5 separate regions of the Mus musculus genome follow, and all the other regions are linked to region 1. Evidence: chromatin contacts called from public promoter capture Hi-C data. All regions are on one chromosome and are shown on one strand. Each heading gives the region's core, a stretch centred on a gene start, on an enhancer-like site or on the middle of the called end of the contact. The rest is flanking DNA. Distances are from core to core; before and after follow the strand shown. Region 1 holds the start of Hcrtr2 (hypocretin (orexin) receptor 2). Region 2 holds the start of Elovl5 (ELOVL family member 5, elongation of long chain fatty acids (yeast)). Region 3 holds the start of Gclc (glutamate-cysteine ligase, catalytic subunit). Region 4 holds the start of Lrrc1 (leucine rich repeat containing 1). Region 5 has its middle 28 kb from the start of 5730403I07Rik.

Region 1 (5,522 bases), core at 886-3,385:
GGCAGCGTATGTAGATGCAGAAGAGAAAAGGAAGCTTTTTGCAGACAACCCCGCACAGAGAATCCATTGTGTATAAGCTTTCTAGCTCTAGAGTAGAATTACAGTAGCAAATGCTGGATCTGAGGTCAGAAAAAAATGAGGCTGGATATGAATCATGTCCTCTAATAAGTGTTTTTTTTTTTCCTTTCGGTGTACTTTATTTTAAGATTTAAGTAAGAGAGCATGTGTCAAGTGGTCTTGCAAAAGTAGATACTCAGGGCACATGTTCAGTGTCTACCACTCACTTAGCAATAAGTACGTGCCACATGCGGTAAGCGCTGCTGAGCTCAGAGTGCTCTGTGCACAGCCTATGACTCTGTAGATGGCAAGGTGGAAACCAGAAGATAAACCATTCTTCTAACAAGAGGCTGAATCATATCCATTCACCTGTCCCTTCACTTTCATTGTATCCTAAGAAGATTCTCTTTATTTTTAATCTTAAAAAAAATCAAAAAAGTAAAATATCCTAAAATAACAAAGGGCTAAAGTTCTTGGAGATTTCTAGTCTCATGACTAATATTCTCCCTAATGAGCCCCTCTCAGTCAGGAACTGTCAGCTTATCTACACTGTGACTTCGAAGAGAAGGAAAAAGCATTGGTTGTGATGGATAGCCTGGCGAGTTCTTTACTGCCCTTCATTTCAGTTACAACCTTTGTTTTTTTACTTCCCAGCTTCCCAGCCTCTTTCCTTTCACTCACCTCTCCGCCTTATTGAGAAGGTAGTACTGTCTCCAAACTGCCTGCCTCCTCCTGTCATTTTCAACAGATTTCCTCCACACTGCCCTCTGCATTCGAAAAGCCTCCTGTTCTCCATTCATCAAGGTACATGCTCCTTCCATTCACAATTTAAGCCCTAGCTCTCTGGAGAAGCTCCGTGTCTTGAAAGCGATTCCCCATCCTGTCCTAATAAATCCATCACCGCGGTCCCTATAGTTTCCTTACCCCTCACTTGGTCCCTCAGACATGGTGGTGGGGAGAATAGTAATGAGCGCGCAAGAGAACCTGTGCTCTCACAGACCAAGACAGACTCTGACATTAAGCTTAATCTTGTTGTAAGAAAAAGAATCAGTTGGTAAAAATATTTTTCTGAAACTGATAACAACCACTTGCGCGGTGGTGTGCATTGGTTGAATGAATGAATGCATGCATGTATGCATGAATGAATGCTTGAATGGATGGTGAGAGTGAGCTCCGGGGTACTTTTTAGGATGCTCCTCCTTCCTCCTGCGGCTCCAGGCACCGCTTCTGTTTAATTCTGCTTTTGCGATGGAGCGCGCTCCTCTGTCTGCCTTTGCCTCCACTCTGCCCCTTCGTTACCACTTCTTAACCCGAGCCTAAGCCTCCTTGCTAAAGGACGTGCCACCGAGCTCACGAAGGCCTTATGACTTCATCAGTTTCTGCGGGTGCAAGTCCTCCCCAGTAAACCCACCCAGCCTGCACAAAAGCATTACAGATTCCCCTACACTCAGCAAATCCACCTGGAGGTCCTTGTCCCTCTCCTTGCGCTTGTGTTCTTGGTTCTCAAACAGAAACAGTTTCCCTCTTTTCTCTGCAAACAAACAGAATAATCCTTCTAGAGATCCCTCCTAGTTTGTAAATTCAGAAAACTTAAAAAAAAAATTTATTAGAAACCTCAGCCAAGAGCAGCGACCTCTTTGTTTGCACCCCAGGAGAAGGGAGGGGTCTCCCAGCCTTGCAGCCTGGGCTGAGGGGAGGTGACAACCCTTTTGGAAGGCTGCCGGAGACCAGACTCACCCAGGACGTTCCCGATGAGAGCCACAACGAACACGATGATATACCCTGCGATCAGGACCCACTCATATTCTTTCGGGTGTAGGTATTCCCTCCACAGGTACCGCAGGAATTCCTCGTCGTCATAGTCCGTGGGATTTAAAAACGGCTCTTGAGTTTCATTCAGCTCTGAAGCAGATGACCAGTTGCGACGAGAGAGGGAATCCTCCAGTTTGGTGCTGGACATCACGGACTGGTCCCGTTCGGCTCAGTGCTGCAAGCTTGTCTCCGCCTGCCCCATGAGCACTGAGGATCCGCGGTGGGAAAGGCTGCGCCGCCGCGACTAGGGGCTCTGGAGCCGGGAATGACGTGAAAAGTTCCTGAGCCAATGCCTCCAGAGCCTTGCGCCCGGCAACTTCGGGCTGCTGCTTCAGTGTCTTTGCAGGGGATTTGCACCAGGAGAAGCTGCCTAAGAGCCAGGGAAATGGCAGGGGAGGTTGCAGCAATGATTCTGGAGTAGAGATCCTCCTTGACCTCAGCTCCAGCTCAATCACTCTTCATTCCAGCACTTAGCTTGCAACCCACAGCTGTCCCCAGGGTTGAGGGACAGAGAGATGAAGCTGGAAAATAAAAGTGGGGCGGGAAAGGGTGGGGGGAGTAAAGACAATTACCTTAACCTGTTTCTTTGTGGATTACATGTCCCTTTTCCATCACTTGCCTTCTATTGTACGTGCAATTTCTATACTATACTGGTATGCATAAGCCTGTGGATGTGGCTGGAAGGTCAACGCATGGTTAACGGAAGATCCATTTCTTCGCTTGTCTTAGTGATGCAAACGTAAAAGTAATCATGACCCACTCTAGCCTGGGCCAGGCCTATGCAAAAGTCATTCCATCCAAATATTTTAATATTTAATATAGCCTCGCAGTATTTATCATGTGCCAAGTTGGCAATGGCTGAATTGTTAAGGCATTGCCTGCCACTCCTTATCAAGAACGAGGAGAGGACCATTTTTAATTGAAGGCTGTATTGAATCGGGATGTGCACTTTCAAGGGCAAATGTAACACATCTCAGCAGAACCTACTATTCTGCTACGTGGACATAGTATTAAACTGACTCCTAATGAGTTATTCCAGCAATAGATTAATTAATGCATCCCTTCACCCGCACCAGAGGAGATTCTGTTTGCAGTAGATGACGGTTAATGTGGAAACGCAGAACTGGCCAAGATGCAGAGATTAAGACACTGCATGATGTTTGGCCCTAAAAGGAATACATTATACCATAAGCCCCCCTCCCACAGCTCAGGGATCATTTTGGGAAGAGAAGCCTGGAAGAGCCTAAGAGTCTGAGGCAATCGATGACGGGAAGGAATCAGTGACACTGAATCCAGACTCAGTGTCGTCTGGATACAGTAGAAAAGCTGCACATAGGAACTCACAGTGGTTGTGACAGCATGTTCAGGACCTGTGCAGGTCTAAGCCAGAACAAACCGCAGCATGGGGAGGGGAGCTGGATACAAAGTACCCATCCCTGTTGACAATTGTTAACTCCTGGGAGAGTCCGGTTTTTTGTTTTTATTTTCCCTAAGAGTGTATCCTCTGGTTAAAATCTACCACCCTCCAGTGAAGGTCCCTGCATCCAAGAATATCTGAGTTCAAATTAGCCTTGATGGAATAAAAAAAAGTAACAGGAACACAAAGTTGAGTACGTAGGAAAGGCGAGATTGATCTTAGAAAAGTTGGGAGACAGAGTGGATGGATCAGAAGAAGTACAAAATTCTCAAAGAACTAACAAAACAATGATGTGTCCATGCATACATTTAATTTTACTGGAGTCTTAAGATCATTTAAATGCTAACATTATCATTCAAAAAATCATCCATTCTTCTAGAACTGTTGCCTTCTGTGAAAGTGGGGACAGGCCTACTATGGACTTAAGTCACAGCCACTGATACAAATGTGGTACCTGTTGAGAGCTGGCCTTTCTGTGATATAAATAGTTGGTCTTCTTTTCCCTACACAATTCATTTCGACTGTGAAGGTTTGTTGCACCTTTGATTAGCTTTATACTTGTTAGTGCCTGGAGATTCCTTGCTATTGGCGATCTATAAACATGAGCTCCATCTGCTATTTCTGAGTCACTGTCATTAGCTGTCATTTTATGGCATTTAACCTGTCTATACTTTGTCTTCCTTTTCCAAGTCTTCTACTATGATTAATCATGCCTGTGTGTTACAGTTGTCAGTGGGGAGAAATGAGAATATCTTTACGACACTATTCCAATGTCTGCCTTTGGTTGTAGCAAGTCTAGATTTATCTCCAGCCTACGAATGTTCCATTTCCTCTTCTCTCTGCTTTATCAGATACTTTCCTTAAAGTCTGTGGTACTCTAATGCTGTAAAAATTCCACTGAAATTATCCCACTTAAAATATGCTTTCCATTTCTGTAAGCACAGGAGAGATGATGAATATATCAGTCTTTCTTACTGACTGCCCCCCCCTTTTTTATACCTGCTAACATTCACTTTGAAATCTTTCTGCTGTATATAAGGAAATGTGTCGACACAGTATCAGGACACAATATTATTTCTGATCTTAAATTTGCCACATTAAATCCGCTAAATTAGTTAGTAGATTTAAAATAATGTTTTATCTTTAAAAGTAATCCAAATCTATTTGTTAAATACAATTTTAAAACGTATTATGTATTGCTTTTGGTCTAAAACTATGTAAATTATGTGATTTCCCAGCACAAGTATTATTAGCTATATATATAAATTTTTACATTAATACTTTTCACAAAAGGAAAATAAATCTTTTAATATTCTGGATAGTTTTTATTAGACAGCCTTGACCCTCCTAGTAAATTGAATATATCAAAAATTAGTGACAGTGAATAAAATAAGTCACAGAACCAGCTTTTTAAAAATTTCCTTGTGGTTTTATGTAGTTTTCTTTTGTTTGTTTGTTTTTTTGTTTTGTTTTTGTTTTTGTATTTTTTGTTTTTTGGTTTTTTTGTTTTTTGTTTTTTTTGGTTTTTATTGTTTGTTTGTTTTTTTGAGACAGGGCTTCTCTGTATAGCTCTGGCTGTCCTGGAGCTCACTTTGTAGACCAGGCTGGCCTCCAACTCAGAAATCTGCCTGCCTCTGCCTCCCGAGTGCTGGGATTAAAGGCATGCGCCACCACGGCCGGCTTTATGTAGTTTTCTTAATGACATCAGAAAATGTTTTCTGTGTCACTAGCTATTTTCTCATTTCCACAATGAAGTCATTTTTATCATCCTTTTCTAGGTTTACCATAACTTTGTGGACCCATTTCAGTAAATTATTCTGAGTATTTATCTTACGCGCGTTCGCAACCGGCCAGGAAAGACGCAACATACCAGAATCTTCTGCGGCAAAGCTTTATTGCTTACTCAGAAGCAAGAGAGGAAGAGCTCGGCAGAGAGAGGCAGAGAGGAAGAAAGAGAGAGACGCAGAGAGACGCAGAGAGAGAGGCAGAGAGAGGGGCAGAGAGGGAGAGAGGCAGAGAGCAGAGGAAGAGAGCAGAGGAAAAGACGAAGAGAAAGAGACGAAGAGACGAAGAGAGGGAGTGCCAGAACCCCGTCCCTTTTAAGGAGAATTATCCTCCGCCTAGGACGTGTCACTCCCTGATTGGCTGCAGCCCATTGGCCCAGTTGTCATCACGAGAAAGGCAAAGCACATGGTGGGAAAACTGCCCCTGCACATGTGCAGATTATTTACTACTT
Region 2 (5,522 bases), core at 1,605-4,104, 1.6 Mb after region 1:
CTAGGTTAAATCCTTGCAGACTTAGAGAACCAGTAAGAGCCAGGGTTCTGAGCTGGTCTAGTGCTCACTGTATCCAATTAGGCTATTGTTTTAAAAAGACCACAATGTCCAGCAAGGCTTGGTTGTGGAAACCTGACTGGGGCGATGAGGGAATGACAACGGGACAGACATGCTTACAAAAAGTGGAACAAGTCACTTTGATGGGATGGCACCTACGACTGGACAATCTGGAGCCTCAAGAAACTGCTAGCTAGTCTTAGCAGATCTCCATAGGGGAGCAGTCTCAGGCTCCAAGGGAAGGAAGCTAAAGTTGCCTTGGCATACTGGCCAGTCATTCTTCTATACTCCCACTTGGACCAGAGGGAGGCTTTGCTACGTCTCTGAGCCTCACCCAGGTGAAGGTGCTGCCAATTCCCTTGGGTCTAAGGCATTGGCCTTTGTCAACCATGCACTCAGTCAAGGCTTCCTCTGTTGCACCACAGGAGGTGGATACTTTTAGAAGATTAGAAAAATAGCAACATGCTAAATAATTAAAGTCCAAAGGCTTTTGTTAGGATTTGGGCTTTAATACTCTGTTGAGACGGGAAGTTGATAGGTAGTACTGCATTGACTGGAAAAAACAGGAGAAAAAGAAGAAAAAGAGGAAGAAGAAAAGAAGAAAGGGGAGCAAGAGACCTCAACAGATGGTACAGTGTCATTCTTAGTATAAAACCACAGTCATCCTAGATTCTACTCAACTTGGAGATGTTCAGAGATTAACATAGATTTTTCACTTTAGAGACAGGTTTCATTATGCCATGCAAATCGAACAGTAGCAGCTTCAGTCATTAGAATTCGGTATTATAATGAAGCTGTTAATTGCATTTTTAATTCAACTGCAGCTGCTATTGCAATAAAACAAATTGCCCAGGATATTAAATAATTCCTTCCTCAAAAGTAATACTGAAGCAGTCCTTACATACTTGGAAGTGTATTAGAGGAGATGTAGGCTCACTGATAAAAACGAAGAGCAAAGTGTCTGGGGTGGGGGGTGCTGCCATAATTTAAAAGTAAATAGAGAATAAAATTATTATTTAATAGAAAAAACACATTTTTTTATATTACCACATGAACACTACTAAAGAACTATCTCAAATCACATATGCTAGGTAAAATGGCAGGGATAGCTTCTCATGGTTCTTATAGTTCCTGAGGCCAAGAATCCAGTTCTCATGGTACCCAAAGCACTTCTCTTCCATTCCATCACTTAGTAAGCCTGGCACTGAATAGGGATTTTTTATTTGGGAAAAAAATAGCTAAGATGGGAGGTTATACAAGTTCTGTGCGTTTCTTGCAGATTTACACTTGAATTCAAAGATACTAAAATGGGGGTAGCTATGAGGCTGGTCATTTCACACCTTGTGGAGTGGAGTAAATTTAGCTGCTGTGTCAGGGAAGGTCCCGCCTGCCTCTGATTGCATATGTAAATTACACACTGGGAACCCTAGGAAGAGAAGAGTATGCCTTGCTAGTAAATAGCCTAGAGAAGAGTTAAGAATCCTGAACAGGAGGAACACGGATGGCAAGTGGAGCTGAAACAGGGATCAAACATGGCACCGCTGAGTTCATGCTTCACCCATTCAAAAAAAAAAAAAAAATGGTTAGGACTTCTTGTCATACTCCAGATTACAAAGAACTGTCGCAGATGATGCCTCGAGCCTTGTAAATGCCATTGAGGGGAGAAACAAGCTAGATTTAGTGCATTACTTGCCTACAGATCTTAGCGGTCCCTGGTATGTGAAAGCTACGAGACAATTACAATGAACACGGTGAATGCTAGGAGGCCAGGTTGCACAGATGACCACTCACATGCCACTTGAACGACACTTCCTGTATAGACAGACAGACATGCACTTATGGTTAGCACTCAGCACTGTTGCGGGGAAGGCGGTCCTTACTCAGTGTTTATAGAAATGAATGGCAACTAATTGTTATTGCTACAGCAATTTGTGAATGTTTAAATTATCTAATGTTTATAGTTTGTATATTCGTATTCCTATGACAGTGGTCTGGGTCCTGGAACATTGCTGAATATACAATAAACATTTTACTATAATTTAAAAAAAATGTTTCTACACTGAATGACTGCTTGGCTGTGTTGTGTCAGTGGGTGTAAAGCAAAGGGGGCACAACAAAAGGTTACATTTCTAACGTTTGAAGTAAGAGTTGTAGGCCTTGATTTATCAAACAGCAGCGAAAACTAGAAAGGCTCTTATGTTTGTACCTGCGTCCCTTTTAAGTCTTTGAATTTGCCCAGCTGAAAGACATTACAGTATTTCATTACAAGACTGATAATTTCGTAGAGTAGAAATATCAAAACTCCCAATAGTGTGTGATCAACCTATCCTAGAATTACGGTTGCAAAGTTCTGAGTGATTTCTGTTGCTTCAATTTGCGCAACAGCAGCTCCACCTAGGTTTTAGAACCCTTGCTAAAACCATGAAAAGGGTCCCCTTCACAATGGTGGCGAAACCCGTTAGGTGGGTGGGCACCTGCCAAAACAAAAACAAAAACAAAAAAACCACCGCCAAGCCTGCCCCTGCCCCCCGGCTGTTGGAAAGAGTTCAGGGCATCCAGAACTTCACTGTGGCTATTGCGCAGACTCTGCGTCCCACGCAGGCTTATTAGGAAGAAGCAAGAAAACTGCCCCGAGACACGTGAACCACAGGAGACCAACCCTGGCTTCCTCTGCTCACCGCATCTGATTCTGGAATTTACAATCACGAAAGTTCTATCGCCCCAGGATTGGTTCCAAGGCCGCATGACATCATAGCGCTTGATCCTGCCTCCGGGCTCGGATTGGCTGGCCGCGCCATTGTGACGTCACGGTCAGCCCACGCCGGGGTTGAAGCTGCCGGGCGCCTTCCTCTTGCATCGCGGCTGCAGCTTGCTTCTGTTCCCGCGCCCGCTTGCACATCCTCCTGCTCGCGCGGTCCTGCTGCCGTCCGGTGCTCCCCGTAGCCGCTCAGGCAGAGAGGTGAGCCGCCTGCTTCAGGAACTTGGCGGGTGCCAAGGCACTGGGGTGCGGCCAGGCTGCTGGCGCCGTGAGGTCCGGGTTGGGCGGGGGGCGGCAGGCACCGTGGCCCGGCGAGCGCGGGGCGCGGGCCGAGCGGAGCTCCGCCGGGATGGATGCTTTCGCACCTGTTCGTGGGTGGCAGCCACTTTGGCGCACTGACAGGCGCGGAGATCGCAGGGAAGGATGGCGGCGCGCTTGGATCTTCCTCCGAGCTTTCTCTGAGCGACCGTAAGGGCTGCCGAGGAGGAGTCCGCGTGGGTCCGTGCAGTACCGGGCTTTGGGGCCGCGCGCTGGCCTTTCCCTGCTTTCCTCTCCTTTGCTGCTGCCAGGGACGCCCGCTTTCCCGCGACCACTCCAGCGGGTATCTGCAGCCCAGCCTGCCCCGGGAGGGTGGAGACGCGGACGCATAGCTGCGGGTAACGGCCTGGAGTCTGCGAATCCATAAAGTGCGCTGCTCAGAGTTTTAGGGAAAGTGTCCTTTATTGTTTGCTTGCCAGCAAGCCTTCCCCTTCCCCTATCCTTGAGGTGGAGATAGTAAGGTCCAGAGAGAGTTCTTTTTAGACGATCTTGAAGCCTTCGGCACCTTTGAACTTGGCGTCCCTGCTCTAGATTACATTATGCTTATCTCCAGGCGCCTTGATTGCAAATTTGAAGGATGCATTGGATGAATTTTCGTAAGGGGAGGGGGCGATTGAAAGAATGCAACGCATGACTCCCTAGCTGGAGGATACCCGGGGAGAAGTCTGATAAGAAATTGTGGGGGAGCGAGCAGCCCTCCTCCCAAGCCTCGACTGTCTTTCTGTTTTTTTAATGTCAGGGCTGGTGGCAGGAAGTGTTTTGTACAGTTGTACAGGAGGGCCAGTGTTGTCTGTTGGTTTTGTAATTCGTTCCTCTAACCGCTTGGCAGTTATAACCTGTTGGTTTGTACTTGCAAGTCTTTGTGCTTTTGCAAAGTCTCAGGCCACAGCATTTGGGTCAAAAATCTACAGATACAGTCAGCTTTGCATTAGATGAATGCGAATGCACACCGTAGATTTTATCTATGGCTGGGCACAGGTGCATCGTTTATCTAGTCAGTCCCAGTACTGCCGGGTTTCTCTGCGAAAGCTCTGACCTTGAAAAAAAAAAAGGGGGGGGGGCTACTTTCCTTTGAGATTTTTCTCCTGATAACGTCAGTGCCAGGAACATCCACCATAGGCCATCTCCTTTTCTATTCTCTTTTTGTCTTTCAGTTTGGAACTGAAGACAGAAAGGAGGAATGTTATATACTTTCACAGAATGGAGGGTAAACTTAACCATGAATAGGAAACATGGGTGTTGGGTTTTTCAAAATAGGTAACTAGTAAGTAGTTCTTACTTGACTCGGTTTCCTTGTCAGCCAGCCGGGTCCCATGTAACTGATTTATTTATTAGGTGGTTTCAAGAGACTGTAAATGGAAGAACCCAACAGGGGGTCTGCTAAATAGTGGTTTGATAAATGTTTCCTTTTCCTTCCCTGGGATTAACAGTGTTTCTCTTGGCCAGAGCCTTAGCCTTTGGATGCCTGTTGTTCACAGAATTCTTTCCCCCAGCAGTTCCGCTAATTACTGCTTGTGCTGCTGTTAGAGGGGAAGTACTCACCTTTGTGCTAGATTTCCAACTTGAAGTCTACATACAAATCGAGGCAAAATTGCCTTGTCTTCCAGGAACTATGGCAGAGTAGAGCATATTTGTTGCCTAACAAAAAAACTCTGACACACACTAACCTTCCCAGGGGTGTGTGTGTGTGAGGTGTGTGTGTGTGTATTCTACTTTTGCCTGCCAATTCACAATATCATAGACCACTTCCTCTCAGTTGCCTGTCTTTTCCTGCATGCGTTCCCATTCAGAGGCCATTCACATGGCTGCTTTCCCCATGCCTTGTTTCTGTTTTTCCTGCTGCAGAGAGCTGAACCCAGAAGTTCACACGTGCTGAGTAAACACTGCCACTGAGCTCCTTCAATCCTGCGTCATGAACTGATGCTAAGAACAGATTTGCTAAGTGTTTCTTTCCACAAACCAGGGTCCTCTAGGGAGTCCCATTACCCATCTTTTTGTTAAAAAACCTGGAACTAGCAGCCAGGTGATAGTAGCACCTGCCTTTAGTCCCAGCACTCAGGAGGCAGAGGCAGGCAGATCTCTATGAGTTCAAGGCCAGCATGATCTACAGAGCTAGTTCCAGGGCTAGGGCTGCACAGAGAAACCTTGTCTCAAATCACCCAAACAAACAAACAAACAAACAAACCTGGAGCTAAGGCCCAGAGATGTTGACTTTCTGAAAAACACACAGCCTTATCTCCAGGATTCCAGCTTCTCACTACATCTGTCTGTTGTTGGATTGTTTGTCTAGTCAGCTACATGTCATTTATGTAATTGTGCTATTTGCTAACTTAAAATACTCTAACCATGTGCTGAACCATCTTAAACCAAACTCAGCACGTGTGAACTT
Region 3 (5,522 bases), core at 2,052-4,551, 1.4 Mb after region 1:
AGATCTGCCCAGTGGCGCCACAGTGTCTGTGGCCAAGTTACTGTCCTTAGTTCGGAGACCCTCGCACGGGAGGAGAGCGGTGCAGTTCAGTGCAGGGCAACCCAGATCACAGAGTAAATCCAGTGTTCAGTATCGCGCCAGAATTTGACTATGCTAGAACTTATCAGTTCCTTTTTTTTTTTTTTCAAATCTTTTTTCCTCCTGACACTGAGTTGACACTCTCCCTAGAGACTGCTTCATGATCTCTCTGTGAGAAAACAGCAGGTGTGTAGGGAAAGTACTTTCCAACGTGTAAACTAAAGCCTACACCAGCTCTTTCAACTAAGTGGAGTGCAGGAGGCCACAGACATGTCAGATTGTTTTAGTAGCTGCCTTAAAAAACTGAAGAAGAAACTTAGTGGGGGTAATGTAAACAATGGGTTATTTATTTTAACCAAACATATCTGAAATCTATTAAGGTTGTGTGTGTGTGTGTGTGTGTGTGTGTGTGTGTGTGTGTGTGTGTGGTTTTTTGAGACACGGTTTCTCTGAGGCCCTGGCTGACTTGGAACTCTGTAGATCAGGCTATCCTTGAACTCACAGAGATCCTCCTGCCTCTGCCTCTGCCTCCACCTCCGCCTCTGCCTCTGCCTCCCAAGTGCTGCAGTTAAAAGCATGCACCACCATCACCTGGCTAGATTTTTTAATGAGATATTTTCATTTTTGTAGTAAGTCTTCTAATCTGGTATCCCCCGAGTCACTACATTTTCATCAGACTTCATTTGCATGTTGATTTAATAAAATTTACAGTTAAAAAGTCGAGTGCACATTCTCAACTTGTTCCAAATGTATGTAAAAGTGTCCCGGTTACCAAGAGAAAGATGAAATTTTAACGGGTTGGTTGTTGTCTTGCTCTAACCCAGACTAGCCTCAAATTTGTGGTAATTCTGTCGAAGCATCCAGTGTGTGTGTGTGGGGGGGGGGTAGTGGTGAGGAGGGGGGTGTTATAGGTGGGAGACACCACTGGCACTGAAATCAATTTTGAAATACATTTAAAACAAGTTTTTTAAAGATGTATTTATTTATTTTTATGAGTATACTGGAGCTGTTCAGATGGTTGTAAGCCAACATGTGGTTGCTGGGATTTGAACTCAGGACCTTCGGAAAAGCAGTCAGTGCTCTTAACCGCTGAGCCATCTCTCCAGCCCCCCAAAATTAAGCTTACTACAACTAAAAGTTCACTTCTTATGTCATGTCAGTAGGATTCCAAATGCTCAATAATCACTTGAGGCTGGCAGCTGTCCTGCTGAGTCATGCAGGTGTATGAAAATGTGAGGTGAGACTTTGAGAATAACCAAATCTTCTTTGGGGTACTTTACATGCAGGTAAAACAGCTTCTCTCCCCATCTCCCAATACCTGTTCTGCTCACAGAGAACCTAGGCTTATTAAACACTAGTCTATATTGAACAGTTCCCTAGAAGTACAAAATACACACACAGACGTGCGCGGGCGCACACACACACACACACACACACACACACAAACACACAGACATCACCGGTACTCTAAGGAAAGCCAGTATCCAACATATATAGTGATACAAATTCAGGCACAACACAGAGTAGTCAGGACTCAAAGGAGTGTATCAGCTGGAGAATCTGCAGCACCCAGAAAAGAAGAAAGAATGGTGGATCAGAACATAGTTAACAACCTAGCAAGGATGGTGGGGAGGACACAATAAGGTAGTGGGCAGTAAGTAGTGAAGATTGAGTGGTGGTGGTGTTAGAATGGTTTTTTAAAAGAATATTATTCCAGCTATGTGCGAGAGAGAGACAGCATCATGTCTCCTCAGTTTTAGATGCCATCTAACCTGTGCACATACTTAAATGCATTCCACTGTGCAAATCACAGCCACACTTTCAGTATCTGTGGCCCCAAGCTCTTTGATGGCCTCATTCAATGAGGAAATATTCCTATCATGCATTCATCGATTAGTGTTCATTGAATGTTGTGATGAGTGTTCATTAACTATTAAATCTAAAGCAAATGTGGAAGTCCATGCCTCTAATCCCAACACTCAGGAGGCTGAGGCACGATGGCTGCCTGGAGTTCAAGGCCAGGTTGGGCTATCTAGTGAGATCTTGTCTCTAAGTAACTACATGTTGAAAATGTAGTTACAATGTGTGTGTGGGGGGGGGGAGGGTGTAATAAATGTTTTCTGCCCTCTGTACATGAATGGATCATCTAGTTACTGCATATATTTATACAGTTGCAAAACATTAATCGAATAACTATTCGGGCAAGGTACCTTCCCTTCGTTCCCACGGAATCCAGTTCCCAGAGCCTTCCGCACTCAGGGTAAAGCTCTCCTGAGCAATAGAATGACCACCGCTGGATGGACCTTCGGTTCTGAAGGTGGGGAAACTTCTGAAGAAACTTCTCACACTGCACACTTGGAGACAAGACAAGACAAGACCTCTTTTGCACAGTGAGTGATCTCTGTGCCGACCAGAGATCCCATTGGCAAATAGTTAACGTACAGGGTTTACAATGATGATATACATATATCTAATCCCTGCCCATACATGGACGCATGTAAATAACCAGCAATCAACTCTATGCATATCCATGCCATGTGGAGTCGTACAACATTTATTAAAAAGTATTACTCAGCCAGGCAGTGGTGGCACATGCCTTTAATCCCAACACTTGGGAGACAGAGGCAGGCAGATTTCTGAGTTCAAGGCCAGCCTGGACTACAGAGTGAGTTCCAGGACAGCCAGGGCTACACAGAGAAACCCTGTCTCGAAAAACCACACATACACACACACGCACACACACTCACACAGTATTACTCAGCCAGGCGTGGTAGTGCACATAATTGATCCCAGCACATGGGAGGCAGGAGGATCTCTATGAGTTCGAGTCCAGCAAAGCCAGTCCAGGACAGCCAGGGCTACACAGAGAAACCCTGTCTTGAAAAACCAAGAAGAAAAAAGAAAAAAAAAAAAAGGATTACTCTTAACTTTATACCCTTTCTACCAGTACAGAGTTGAACAGATATTCAGATATTTCAGCTCTCTCTCTCTCTCTCTCTCCCTCTCCCCCCCTCCCTTTTTTTTTTTTTTTTTTTTTTTTTTTTTGACCCAGTTTTCTCTTAGGACCCAGACTTTTCAGTCCTTATTCGCAGACAGCCCCGCCCCCCCGCGGACACCCTCGGCCTCAGCCCCGCCCCCGCCCCAGGCCCCACCCACGACCTGCCGCTTCGTTCCCCGCCCCCGCCGCAGCCTATAAAATCTGGAGCGCGGCGCACGGAGCGGCAGGCGCGGAACTGGGCATGCTCTGTGTCGCCGCAGCTTTGGGTCGCAAGTAGGAAGCCCGTGCACGACACCGGCGGCGCCGAGTGGAGCGCTGCCGCGGCGGCCAGGGCCGCAGGGCCGGCGTGGGAGCGCGAGACCGGGCGGCGGCGAGAGACCCCGACCCGGGCTGTCAACCGCGCGGCGGGGTCCGAGCCGGAGCGGGAACGGACGGGACGCCCGCCGCGCGGCCCGAGGGCGCCCCCAGAGCGGAGCTGCGGCCGGGAGGAGGACGCGGCCATGGGGCTGCTGTCCCAAGGCTCGCCACTGAGCTGGGAAGAGACCCAGCGCCACGCCGACCACGTGCGGAGGCACGGCATCCTCCAGTTCCTGCACATCTACCACGCAGTCAAGGACCGGCACAAGGACGTGCTCAAGTGGGGTGACGAGGTGAGCCCGCGCGCCTTTGTTCGGCCAGGCCGCCCGCGGCCCCGCCACCGGCCCGGGCTCGGCGCTGGCCACTCGGGCTCATTCATTCCTGTCGGGAGGCAAGCCGCTCGGACACAGGGAGGGCCTGAGCGGGAGGAGTGTGAATATCTGCCTCCCGGCGTCCGGTCGCACTGTTCGCCTTGGAGATGAGTGTGTACAGGACCGACTTGCCCGGCTGGCTTGCTATCACGTTTCAAATCTCCAGGGTGTTTGCTTCGGCCCTCGGTTTTCTCTAGCTCTTTTTCTTAAACGCCTGACACATCTCACATCTGTCCGCAAACTTTAGAGTTATACATTGCAACAAATACATTGCTAGACCTAAGGACTTGGGGTTGTCTTCCTAAAAGACGGGAGACTTCATTATCCGGTTTAACTGTAAATGCTTACAACTTAGAGGTTAGGTAAGACTGGTTAGAGCCAGCAGCTAAGCGTTACCAGTCAATGCTAAAACTTGTGCATGATCTCTGGGACCCATTTGTTCGAACCATCTGAAAGCGGCAACGCTAAAAACATTTTTTTGTGTGTGCATCCCCTATTTTTAAATAAGCACATTGATAAAAAGATACATAAAGTTAAATAACCTCTTGAGTCTGACCTTTATTGTGTGGGGTTGGCATTTACGGCAGATAGCGTGCCACTCCTGTATGTATTTATCGTTTAGTATTATCCTTGGGCTAAGTTTCAAAGTGTTGCTGTACCGGCATAGACTAGCTTGCGAAAAGTTAGTTTTTCTGTATCTAATGTTGGTAGATGATTCTGCCATCTGCAGCTGAAAGAATTATGCTTGGCCTAAGGAAGTATTAGGACTAATATATATTCCTACAAAAAAAATTGTCTATCACCACATTTTCTTTCAGGAAAGGGACACACTCGTTTGGCAGTTCTCCAGTTTTAGTCCAAAGTTTGTTGTGTATTTACATTTGACAGTTCTTCATTTGTGTTCCGTGTATCATATACAGGGCAGGGATATTATGGGTTTTATCCACTTGTTTTTCCTAGGGCCTAACTAGGAAATATATATAGTTGGCAGCAGCAAATTGTGGCGTCCTTTAAGGTTCTCATGGAACCAGCCACTGTTGAGCAATCAAAAATTTACTTTTCGCTGTCTTGCTAGGACTCCATAAAGACAAAAATAAAAACAAATGAATGTCTTTATAACCATTTGGAGTTGAACTTCATCCGCAGATGTTCAGTGCAGTCGAAGCACAGTGGTTCACCATGCCCCTTGCCTTTTCTCTACTAACCAGGAACCTCCCGGATCCAGATCCTTCTTTCTGTTTTAGAAAAAAAAAAAAAAAACGCTCCCCCTGTTGGCAGGAAGAGCATGTACAACTAACTGCCTGTTTGGAGAGACTTCCCATGGCAGACGAGTAAAGTGAGTGGTGTGAGAGGAACAGCAGAGCAGGACCTCAGGTGTACCACACATTTCCATCGTGACGGGATCTGGTGAATAGAGTCGGTACCAAGTTTACCTTCCTCCCCACAATCCTTATCAAGGAGACTGAAGAAGCCAGGCAATCTTGTGCACTTGTATTCTGTCTGTATAGGGGGAGAATGTTGGGCCCAGCATTTCAACCAATTAACACTGTTTTTAAAGACAGGGTTTCTCTGTGTAGTCCTGACTGTTCTGAAACTCACTGTGTAGACCAGGCTGGCCACAGACTCACGCAGAGATCCGCCTGCTTCTGCCTCCTGAGTGCTGGGCTTAAAGGTGTACACCATCATTGCCTGACAGTTAAGACTTCCTGAACAGAGCA
Region 4 (5,522 bases), core at 1,300-3,799, 1.2 Mb after region 1:
TCCCAAAGCCTGTTGCCCAGGTAGAGTGTATACCTACCTTTCGGATGTGCTCCCAAATTACAGGCAATGAACCAGACAGCGGTCATCGCCAGCACACCAAGAACCTTTGAAGCCTTCCAGCAAGAGGGGTGAGATGGTGGTGAGCAGACAGGCGCTTGGAGTTAGAAGCCAGACGCACCAGGGAGCGATAGCCATGAGTTACGAGTTCTCCAACATGAACAATGGCTAGCCCAAGGAAAGGCTGAGGAAACAGACAGACTTTCAAGGTAGCTGCTGTTCCTGTCTGGCATGTACAAACCCAACAGTCTGGGTGAGATGAGACAGAGAGGAATCCATTTTACAGGACCTTGATTTAAGGCTATTAGAGCAATACTTAGCAATAAGGAAGGCCATCACCCATTGGTTTCGAAATGTTTATTTAGAGTATTTACAGAATGCCATCAGACCTAATTTTGAGTCTCTGAGTTATCATGTACCATCTGCAGAAATACCTGACACTTCCAAAACTCTGAGTCTCTACGCCAAGCAAAAAAAAAACAAAAACTCCAGCATTAGAGGAAATCTAACAAACTCCAAAAAGGAGTGAAAAGCCAATCCAACCCAAAGAAATCGTCCAATTCCACAATAAACACAAAGTCTACAGAAAGCACTGCAAAGTTTATAGTCAAGAGCTTTTTACTAAGTCTTTTAGTAACTTTATTTCAAATCCCTTGCAAAGCATTAGGCAACATTTGCTACATTTCAAAAATTATACAACTTAAAGCAATGAGCTTCCCACTTAAGTAAAACACAGCGAAGCTTAAAAACCAGATCATGTGTTTGAAAATGCCTGCAAAATAATACATGCCTGAGGGATCTGGGTGGTTTTCCTACTGAATTAAATTAAGGGCTGGGAGGGGTGCTCTGCAGAGATCCGAGTGAGGGTAATCTTTGTGATTACACAGAGGAGGCCATGGGAACCAAGAAAAGTTAATTCAAGACGAACTTCACTCGAGATGTTGAGAGAAACACACTTGTGATTTTCTAAACTCTGTCAGCACTGGCGATCGTTATCAGTCCGTGTTCCAACAAACCAGACATCTGATCAGAGTTTCTTTGAAAATGGCAGGACATCATCAGCGGTAACAAAGGACAAACAAGGTACTTGCATTCCGAGGCTCGGGCCTTTAGGCTCTCTCCGGGCCTCCCAGCGGACTTCCATTTCCTGCACCTCTGGATTGCCACTGGCTTACTTCCTCCTTACACCTGGGTAAAGGATGCGTCCTCCTTAACAGTTAAAGCTAGAATCCCGAGGCAAATTCAAGGGTTAAAAGTTCAGCGTCTAACCCCAGCAGGGCCTAGAAGCACAATCAGTATCTGTCACAGGCCAAGTTCGGTGCGGCAGATGATTAATTTTCATAAACAACTCTGAAAAGATATGGCATTAGTGATAGGACAGACCCAAGCAAGCTCTGTGGTGGCGGAAAGGCAGCAAGCAGGGCTGACTCGCAGCGGGAGCCACTACACACGTTCATCGCAGTTCCAACCACGCAACAGGTCCACGCACGCAGTGCACCAGCGGCGGGAACCTGGGCACCTGCAGCAGTTCTCCTCCTGCCCAGCACCCCAATGCGGCCACGGGGCTACCGAAGCGGACCAAGCGCCATCTCTCCAGGGCATAGCCCACAGAGATAAGGCCCGGAGCACATTCCTTACAGATGCCAAGATATACTAAAGCTTACTTTCGCGCTGCTGGGTCCCCACATCCTCTGGGACCTGCGTTAGCCCAAAATGAGGAGCTCCAAGCCACTAGCTGGAGAATTGGCTGCTAGCCGATCGCCCCGGGGCGTGATGGGGCGCATGGTCGCCCCCAGCTGGGAACAGTGTGAGCTACCTGGCTTCTCACCTAACCGGCATTAGTTCCCAGACGTGGATCTAAGCCACTTAGTGGACCAGAACGTTTCTCCACTAGCCATGTAACTACTTGTTAAATACCAAGTCTTTCGGTATAAATGAAAAACAACTTTTATTGGAGGATGGGTTTAATCGGGAAGCAGGGGAGGGGGGCACAGGGAGGGCTGAGGGCAGTAGTGGGACCCCGCTGGCCAGAGTCTCCCAGAGCGAAGCAGTCAGCGGAGGAGCGCACGGACCCGGCCACCGCGCCAGGTGAGGCGGGCACTCACCTCGGGGAGCTCCCGGAGCTGGTTGGCGTCCAGCAGCAGCTCCTCCAGGCTGCGGGCATAGCGGTAGATCTCCTCGGGGACGTAGACCAGCGAGCAGTGGCGCTTGTCGATGGCCTCCACATGACGGTTGCACCGCCACAGGGGAATGCAGTGGAACATCGCCGCCTCCACCACCAGAGCCGTGTCCCGCCGAGCCGCGGAGCCCGGGGCTCGGAGCCCGCTCCGCCCGGCCGCCCCGCTGCTCCCCGCCCGCCGCCCGCTCCAAGCTCGTTGCTGGCTCCAAGCTCGCTCGCGCCTCGCAAGGACTCCACCGTCCCGAACGTTCTGAGGAAGCCGCGGGAACCCTCGCCGCGTCCCGCGCCTTCGCCACAGTCGCGAGCGTCCCCTCCCACCGCCCCCTCCGCCGCGCTCCGCTTCCTACTCGCGGCCGCCGCGCACTGGGCATGCGCACTCGGCGGCACGCAGAGGGCGTGTCCCGGCCGGGGATGCTCCGCTCCGGGTTTTCCTGGAGACCCGGCTCCCGGGAGGGTCGGGAGACGGTGCTCCTGCGGTCCTCTCCTCCGCGGGGAGTCGCACAGTGTGCGATTCTGGAGGGAGCCGCGCCCCAAAAAGCTCCTAAGGAGGGCAGGGACCGAAGGCCAGAAGGAGCAGAACAACTTCGGAGTTTTCATTTTACTCACCGTGCTTTTTTTTTTCTTGCTCCCCTTCCCCAAAACAACTTTCTCTTCCGGGGTCAGGAAGTACCGCCCCGCCGAGTACCTTGAGCGCGGGGTAATGAAGGAGTCGGTTCTGGCTTTCCGACACCCCCTCCTCCTAACCCCCGTTTGTGCCCTGTGTCTGCGCACACTCGCTGGCAGGCCCTACGACCTGAGAGCATCTTTGGTGAGCAGGACTTATCTGAGATGTACGTGTCACCAACTTCCTGGTGCCAACAAAAGCATGGATGTCCGTCTTCAAAAATCTTCTAAAAGATGCTCCGAGAAGAAAGGAGATGGCAAAGGTGCGCTTCAGCATTAGCTCCACCTTAGCCAGATGTGCTTTGGGGGCTAACCTGGGCTGAGGTACAGAAAGCACTGGTGCAGGAAGGCAGATGAACCTCCAATAGCTGGCTCCTGTATTTCTTCAACAGCACCCTGCGTCTTACAAAGGGGAGATTGCAACCCACGCTGTAGTTTGGGGCGGGGAGCCCCAAATTTCTTCCTTTGCTCCTCAGAGGTTCCCGTTACCACAGCCAGACATTTGAACCCCTTTTCTTCTGTTTTCAGAGTCAACGATACAAACTAACCAAACTCACTCCACATGAACAGTTGATGACTCCGTTTTAGGCCAAATACAATAGCTAATAGACTGTTTTAAGAGTCTTCTCTGACTCCCCACCCAGCAAAGGAAGCCTTATGCTCCCTCAGCTCAAATCTGGAGTCACCAACATCACAATATGCAGAAGATTGAAAATTGAGCTTGCTTAGTAACCAAGGCAGAGTTTGCTCTGAAACTTTTTTTCATTGTCTCTTCAGTATTTTTAACTGCACAGGGCACTTGCCCAGGGGGAGAGGGGGAGAGATACATAAAGGTTTCGTCTCTATCAGGAGGATCTCTTGTCTTGATTGATGAAGGAGGAAATTTGACCTGTTTTTACCTCAGGATTATCACCTAGACTTGATGGTTACAGCCAGTACCTAATTCCTGCCACTATGCTGACTTCACTTTTTAACCTGACTTGGTGCCTGCATTCTTGAGGCGGACTTTGAGCCTCCACTCCTCCTTCATTCTTGCATTCCAGAAGTGTGTATAAAGCCCATGTCCTGCCACCTCCCATGAAAAACTCTGATTCCTGATTGAGACATCCAAGAAGATACGTCACTAACTTTGTGGGTTTTCCAGCTGGTTTTTTTTTTTTTAAGTTATAGAAAGCTGAGCTACTCAGTTTAATGTTGTTGTATTTTGTTTTGTTTTGTTTTTCAGAAATACACTAGGTTGTTTTAATAAATGATTAGTATGTTTTTAACATATGTCTGGTCTTTTAAGGATTCCAACCTGAATAAGCATTCCTTATTCTTCTCTGTGTTGTGATCGTGTTTCTTCTTATGTCTAAAAACATTGTGGTTTCTGAACAGCTTACCTGCTTTGCAGATCCTGAAAACTACCGAAATCCACATGACTTAACTATCAGATTTGAATCCCGGCTACTCTGTGTTCTAGTTAGTTTCCTACTGGTGGGATAAATACCATGACAAAAAGCATCCTGGAGAGGAAAGGATTTGTTTGGCGTACATTTCCAGATCACAGACCATCCTTCAGGGAAGCCAAAGCAGGAATTCAAGCAGGATGGGAACCTGGAGGCAAGAACTGAAGCAAAGGTCATAGAGGAATACTGTTTACTGGCTCGTTCAACTTCTTTATAGCACCTAGGACTAGTCTATGGGAGGTACCAACCACAGTGAGCTGTGCCCTTCCAATTAATCTTTAATCAAGAAATTGCTTTACACACTTGCCTGTATGTCCATCTGATGGAGACATCTTCTCAATTGAGATTCACTCCTCCTAATTGACCCTACCCTGTGTCAAGTTAACAACTAACCTCCACTGGGAGATGAGGGATTATTTGGCTTGAATGTCAGGATCACAATCTTACCCTTGGGGTAAGCGAGGGCAGGAACTCAAAGTAGGAACTGAAGAAGAGATGATGGGGGAGGCGGGGGAGTCTTGCTTATTGACTTTCTTTCTGTGCTTTAGTGAGCATGCTTTCTTATATAACTCAGAACCAACTCCCCACTGGGGGCACATAATTCAGGAGTGTTTGCTACATAACAGCAGATAATAAATGTAGACATGATTCACCAGACACATGCTAGATACAGAAATGCAACAAAGAAAACATACCCCTTCCCCTGAGAGAATGAAAAACGTGCAATTAATGGTTTGTTATTTTATTTCCTGACTTTTATTTGTAGAATGGTATAAACATTACATTTTTAAACTACAAATCCAAAGTGGCATCCAGTAAGCTGGAAATGACTGGGAATTCAGAAGTGCAGACATGTAAATTTTAAAATGAGCACAAGAAACCACTATCTAGCCACTGGAGTGTAAAACAAACCAACAAACCAAAACAAACCACTCAGGATCCTAAGTGTTAGTGAAGATACAGTGCAACAAGCACTCAAGCACTGCTGGCAAGAAAGTAAACTGTTGAAAGCAGTATTTAAAACAATTTGAAGATTCTTTGTGTCTGCTGTAATGATCCATCCATGATGTAAGTTATTTATCAATATCCATCATAATTTGGTTAATATTAGTCAAAACTTTGAAACAACTAAATATTCACCAACAGATTAAAAGTGTAGCCTGTAGAAACAATGG
Region 5 (5,522 bases), core at 1,909-4,408, 1.1 Mb after region 1:
TGAAAATGGGCTTATGTGTATATATCATATACACACTGACTATATTGACTACACGTGCACACACACACACACACACACACACACACACACACACATGAGTGACAAAAGGGGATGATAAACTTGAGAGAGCAAAGAAAACTTGTTGAAAAAGCCAACTTGGCTTCATGTTCCTAAGGATGCTGGTTTCTTGTTGCATGAAGGATAACAGGGGAGCTATGGAATCCTGGGGGTTGCAGTTGGGTGTCTACAAATCTGAGATGTCAAGGAGGGGTGCCGAACGTTCTTCAGCAGCCCAGACATAGGGCTGACTTGCCAACTTGGGAGGGGTTGGGACTGAATCCCAGGCGCCAGCTCCCAAATGAGGAAAATACATAAGGTTCTCACTTACTGGCAGCCCACACACAGCAGCAGTCGTTTGTGCTGCTGGGCAAGTCCGGAACCGTTGACATATCCACCACATCTAGCCTTCAGCACTCCCAGCCTTCCCTTTGGGCACTCACCCACAGGTGAACACAGTTCCTCCTTCTGTTAGTTCTTCATCTACTGCTGTTAGCACATGCTAACAAGAGCCGAAGGGTCAGCAAGTGGGAAGGGAGATGGAGATGTTCTTATGCCTACGTAAGGGGCGGGGAGGGGGGGTGAGGGGGTGCTGTTAACAAACAAATTAAAGAAAATCCTGGGAAATAAAGAAGACCTGTCAGGGTCACATAAGATTTCTGTGTATTTGAGCAATGGTTCTCTAGGTGTGGCCCCAGATCTGCTGCAACAGCTGGGAGCTGGCCAGGGAAGCACGCCTGCTTTCATCTGCTCCACTTTTCATCTGCTGAATCAGGGGTTGTGGATAGTGATTGGCTTCAGCATGCTAGCAGGTGATTCTGATGCAGGCTCAGGTTTGGGGACCACAGTACATTACCACCTCCAAGAAGACACTACAGTTGATACGTGGTTATCTGAGTGGGTGAGACCAGCTCTGGGCACTCGGAACAGTAGCACATGGGGAAGTGGGCAAACAGCCCTCATCTTTCTTGCAACTCACATTGCGCTAGTGCCTCCCAAACTGCCAGTAACTACTAGGAGGCTAGCTAAGGAGAAGAAGGAACCCTGTCAGGCTTCACTCTTGTGCCTAGGTTTGCTGTGAGACTAGAATGGGTGGTAGTTAATTCGCCTAGAGTGCAGTCACCACAGGTGACAGACTGAGTATCAAACTAGGTGTCAGGGCACATTGCCTTTACCTGCTAATAGTCCTCAAAGGGAGGACAGGTAGCCGAGTGGAGAAGTCAGGCCCCTCACCTGACCATCTTTCTACACGGGCACCACTTTCAGGCATCCAAGAAGGAGCCAGCATGAATAGGGGTCGCCTTACTGTCAGCTCTCGGCATCTGCTGCCATCCCTCCGAGGGAAAGGGAAGCAAGCCCTCCCATGATGTCGGTGGCAATGTTCCCGACCCTCAGATGTTCCAGAATGACTAAATTCGCAGGCAACCCTAACCCAGCAGACCCAGCCCACAGCCCATTCTCGAAACTTCCCAAACTAATACCGAAACTCACCGCACCCATTATGCCTCTGGGCCAATGGGCAGGACAAAAAAAAAAAAATCAGGAAGAACTTTCAATGCCTGGACAAGTAAGCCTGTTGTTTTGCTTTTCCACGCAGAGCTGAGTTAGGTTTAAACAAACACGCACTCACACCTCCGGGTGGTTGAAGAGCAACCAGGAGCAGCCCCCTCCCCCATACCCCGTGGGCGAGCACCAGGCAGGACGCACACAGGACAGATGAGCCCACTTCCGGAGAATATTTTCTCAGGTGTTCAGGGTGGCCCAGTCAGGCAGCCTTTTTCAAACTGCTTATTAGAATGGGCATCTTTGTGAGTTACTTGGAGGGGCCGTCTGAAGCGATATTTATATTCTCTGGGGGCATGCAGTATCTGATACAGGGTGTCATCCCACTCCACCCCAGTGCCAGTCTGGTTTCTTGGCTTGTGGAGACCGCATGAAGCTTTCTCTTTCTACCCATCAGGCAGCAGAGCTGGGTTCAAGAGAAAGTTAACAGACGGGGTTGTCACACAAACTTTCTGTCTTGTTTCTCTAAGAAAGTCTCTGCATAAGAGCGATACGGTTCATCACAGCAAGCCTTTCGAAGCCTTTTGAAATACCAGCAGTCGTATTTCTTATCCTCCAAATGCATGAAGGTCCAGAGACATCATGCAGACCTCCTAGTGCCCACCTTCTCTCCAAGTAGTGATGATTTAAAAAAAAAAAATCTGAGTGATTGGCCTGCTCTAGAACCTGTCGATATTTCTAACACATTAGTTCTCTGAGAGAGCAGGTTTGTTCCTAAGCTGTCTCCAGTTAACATGGAAACATCAATTTGTTCTGGTCACGAACTAAGCAAGGAAGTTATCTCCCGAGCTCCTTAGGATTTGTACCATTTGAGAGGGTTGAGTATCAACCCCGTGGGGATTTCTGCGGCACGTAAGCAGGATGCCTTGGTGTGTGGTGCGTGGGTGAGGTAGACAGCTAGGAACAAATGAACCGCAGGCACGGCATATATCGATTGCGGTTCCATGCCAGGGTTCCTCCATAATTTAGGCCTGCCTCACCTTAGTACTCAAGGCAGAAGCCTCCTAGCCACGGTACACGCAGCTCTAAATGTAATTGCAGGCTCGCAGCCGAGGCCGGGAGAGGGCTGGAAACGAAGAGAAAACTGCAATCACAGATTCGAGTCAGCAGAAAAGCGGGCTTAAATTCCAACTCTGATTTATGGCTTGACCTCGGGCTCGTTTGCGAAATCACCGGGATCTTAATTCATGTCTTTGCAAAGTGCAACTGTGATCAGCTTCACTGGCCATGCTGGAAAAGTGACGGTTTGGTCGGCTCCGTGGGAGGGCATCGGGATGCAGTGGGCCATGTGTCTCCCTACCTAACTAGGCACGCAACCCATCATTTGTTTCTAAGTTGAACGTTGATGCCTCAAAAGAGATGGGGAGGGGAGAGATGTAATAGACTCTTGCCTGTCACAGTGACTGCCCTGCCTGCTCTCAGGGTTTAAAATTACACCGTCCTTCTGGCCAATAGGCAAAAGCAAAAACTCTCCCTGCAGTCCTCGGAGACACAGGCTCCCTGGATCAGGTTCTTCTGGTTGGTCTCCCTTTCCAGCCAGCAGTCTGTCCTTACACAAACACCCAGCAGTACGGAAGGGCAGCTCTACCCTCCCAGCTCAGACTACTCTAGCCTGTGCTTTGTTTCCAGGGTTCCCCCCCACCCTGCCTGATGTTCGTTTGCAAGCTACCCCTCCCCTCCCCCTGCCCTGTCCACATCCACTCAGGCACAGAAGCTCCTTTGAGAAATGAGACAGAACACAGAATGTGAACAGGGAGGAGCTGATAAATCCTGGGTTAAAGCCGAGATAAGGGAGAAAACGAGCCCCCACTGACCCAAACTATAAGCTCAGGCCGCGTGGAAATGGAAAATATTCTGTGGGAAAGGGGAGGTTTTCCTGGATTGGGTATTTAATGTTTTCTTCGTTGAGACTAGTCTTATCTTGAGCCGTTCTTAAGTCCAGTAAAAATGAGGAAGTTTGACAGAGACCGTTGAGAACCTCACCAGTAACTAAACTAATTAAAATGCATATATCAGAATTAATCACACCGGTGAAGGCCTGTAATCCTAGCACTAGGGAGCAGAGAGGCAGGAGAATTGCCAGTTTGAAGCCAGAAAATCTTTGTTGGGCTAAAGAGCAGAAAGTCGCCTTCATATAACTTGGGGGCCTATATTTAGAACAGTAGAAGAGCTCTTAGGCAAAGTTACCAGCAGTGTGTGCTCCTGAGAACGCTGACTGCCCGGCTACACACTGCTAGGCTAGGTGGTACGGACTGCAGAACTCCTAAAGTCATCACGGTCATGGTAGCAGGGGCTATAGTAACAGCAGCCGTCAATTTCCTGAGAGCTTGTGCTCCATATACTCCACTTAGTCTCCTTCTAAGCTATTAGAGGCTAAATCACTTAATCAAACCCACGTGGAATGGCTGGGATTCAAAACCTTCATTTTGTTGGCATCTTGATTCTGAAAAAAAAAAATTAAACCCAAAATGCTATTTTAAAGAGTACACTTAGGCCCTTTCTTTCTCTTCCTTCCTTTCTTTTAAGCACGCACGTGGTCTTTTCCCTGGGTGTGTTTTAAAACATGATTTCAGACCCTTTAAAAGGAGTCTACTGGTCTTGCACTGATACATGGTGAAGGTGGTAGGCGGCATTATCAAGACCCATCATATAATTCTGCTTTTGAGCGCCTTGGATGCGCCGCAATCAGAAGATGAGGGCTACTTTAAAACACTGTTTTAACTGGCTCTTTGGAACATGAAGCAAGTTGACAATAACTGGTAAAGTAAGATTTCGGCTCTCCAAGGACGTCTGTCACCTATATTCGCCCGCAGCTCTATAGCGGAGCCTGTAGCCACACACTAGCCAGGGCACTGGTGGCGCTCAAGGAGAGGAATTTCCACAGGGCTAGGACCAGCTTTTCAGAGTCACTTCCTGACACAGGAATATTCTTTCCCCTGGTATTCATGTGTCCATTAATTATGTCTTCATGGGCAAGGCAATCTCCCAGATGATGACAGACAGGCCGCTGGGCAGGAAGGCTGATGTTTCTGCCCTCACAGGTAACCAGCTGATAAAACTCTGAAGAATTGGCTGGTTGCCAGCATTCTTCTAAAACTTCCAGAAGAAAACCAAGGAGTAGGTAACAGTCTTGCAGTTTCTTTCTGGTGTGCACGATCACTTCCACTATTTCTTTGACTTCAGCTCCTCTATGGTTGTGGCCTTTGTTGTTTTTGCCACTTTATTCAGAGATAAAGCCCCCCCTGCTAAAAATAAAAATAAAAAAATATATAGAGAAAAAAGAAAGAGGAAAGAAAATGTTGTGGGAGGAAAGGGGGTAAAAACGTCTTACAGACGTCTTTTTCTTCCTGTACCTGTTATTCCCCCCAGGCACAGAAGTCAGTGGAAGACTGGACTCCACCCTTTCCTAGAGGAAGTGAGGAGCATGGAAAACTGTGAGAGCCAGTGCTGCCCATCCTCACTCCCAGCCCCAGCCAAAGGTCGGGAGCTTTGGCTACTCTAAAGGAAGCTTTCACTTCCTTCCCCTTCTTAGAAAGGCTGGGTATCCTCAGGCTGCGGCCGTTGAGGTGGTGCTGACTCCACGATGGAGCCGAAGTTTGGACCGGCCACCCTGAAGTTTAAGAGCACCACCGAGTCAGCAGACATAAGCCATCAAGAGGGAACAAAACCTCTCAAACCCCAAATTCACATCAGAACAAAGCAGGCAGGCGGACATGACATAAACAGGCTGAGGGAAGGAAAGGAGAGAAGTAGGCACAAGGCATTTCCTACAGTCGCTAGCTCTCCTCCTCCACTCTCCATGGGTCCCTATCTCTACCTCTATCTGTTCACCAAGGCCAAGCAAGATAAAAGAGCAGCAAATGGCGACTACCGGCAAATGGTGACCTTTAGAGGGAAACCAT

What was found. Promoter capture Hi-C pulls out the DNA fragments that hold promoters and counts their contacts.
Region 2: a promoter capture Hi-C map of hippocampal neurons shows a contact between it and region 1, with 2.4 times the contacts expected there. The contact joins the promoter of Elovl5 here to the promoter of Hcrtr2 in region 1. A contact is called at or near these places in 2 of 39 promoter capture datasets (hippocampal neurons and pre-B cells).
Region 3: a promoter capture Hi-C map of hippocampal neurons shows a contact between it and region 1, with 5 times the contacts expected there. The contact joins the promoter of Gclc here to the promoter of Hcrtr2 in region 1. A contact is called at or near these places in 3 of 39 promoter capture datasets (hippocampal neurons, pre-B cells and stem cell-derived epiblast-like cells) and 2 of 115 datasets of contacts at active chromatin or transcription factors (astrocytes and embryonic stem cells).
Region 4: a contact with region 1 is called in a promoter capture Hi-C map of hippocampal neurons, with 7 times the contacts expected there. The contact joins the promoter of Lrrc1 here to the promoter of Hcrtr2 in region 1. A contact is called at or near these places in 3 of 39 promoter capture datasets (cranial neural crest, hippocampal neurons and pre-B cells) and 2 of 115 datasets of contacts at active chromatin or transcription factors (both in embryonic stem cells).
Region 5: a contact with region 1 is called in a promoter capture Hi-C map of second pharyngeal arch cranial neural crest, with 5 times the contacts expected there. The contact joins the enhancer-like site here to the promoter of Hcrtr2 in region 1. A contact is called at or near these places in 5 of 39 promoter capture datasets (the 3T3-L1 cell line, hippocampal neurons, liver and 2 more) and 2 of 115 datasets of contacts at active chromatin or transcription factors (both in embryonic stem cells).

Annotation. Positions count from the first base shown.
Region 1 is chr9:76,321,488-76,327,009 of GRCm38.p6, forward strand. It overlaps Hcrtr2 (hypocretin (orexin) receptor 2), which reads right to left and starts at 2,136. Exons shown (of 8, transcript NM_198962.4): 1 at 1,795-2,136. The coding sequence starts at 2,017.
Region 2 is chr9:77,914,511-77,920,032 of GRCm38.p6, forward strand. Elovl5 (ELOVL family member 5, elongation of long chain fatty acids (yeast)) reads left to right here and starts at 2,855. Exons shown (of 8, transcript NM_134255.3): 1 at 2,855-3,016.
Region 3 is chr9:77,751,234-77,756,755 of GRCm38.p6, forward strand. It overlaps Gclc (glutamate-cysteine ligase, catalytic subunit), which reads left to right and starts at 3,302. Exons shown (of 16, transcript NM_010295.2): 1 at 3,302-3,726. The coding sequence starts at 3,577.
Region 4 is chr9:77,542,303-77,547,824 of GRCm38.p6, forward strand. Lrrc1 (leucine rich repeat containing 1) reads right to left here and starts at 2,550. Exons shown (of 14, transcript NM_001146048.1): 1 at 2,163-2,550. The coding sequence starts at 2,321.
Region 5 is chr9:77,424,738-77,430,259 of GRCm38.p6, forward strand. No RefSeq gene overlaps it. Among named protein-coding and RNA genes, the nearest start is that of 5730403I07Rik, 28 kb to the left of the region's middle. Within about 2 kb of position 3,159, at least 133 of the 459 cell types and tissues checked have an H3K27ac peak or open chromatin away from gene starts, as enhancers often do. A contact at or near this core is called in second pharyngeal arch cranial neural crest, where this site is marked.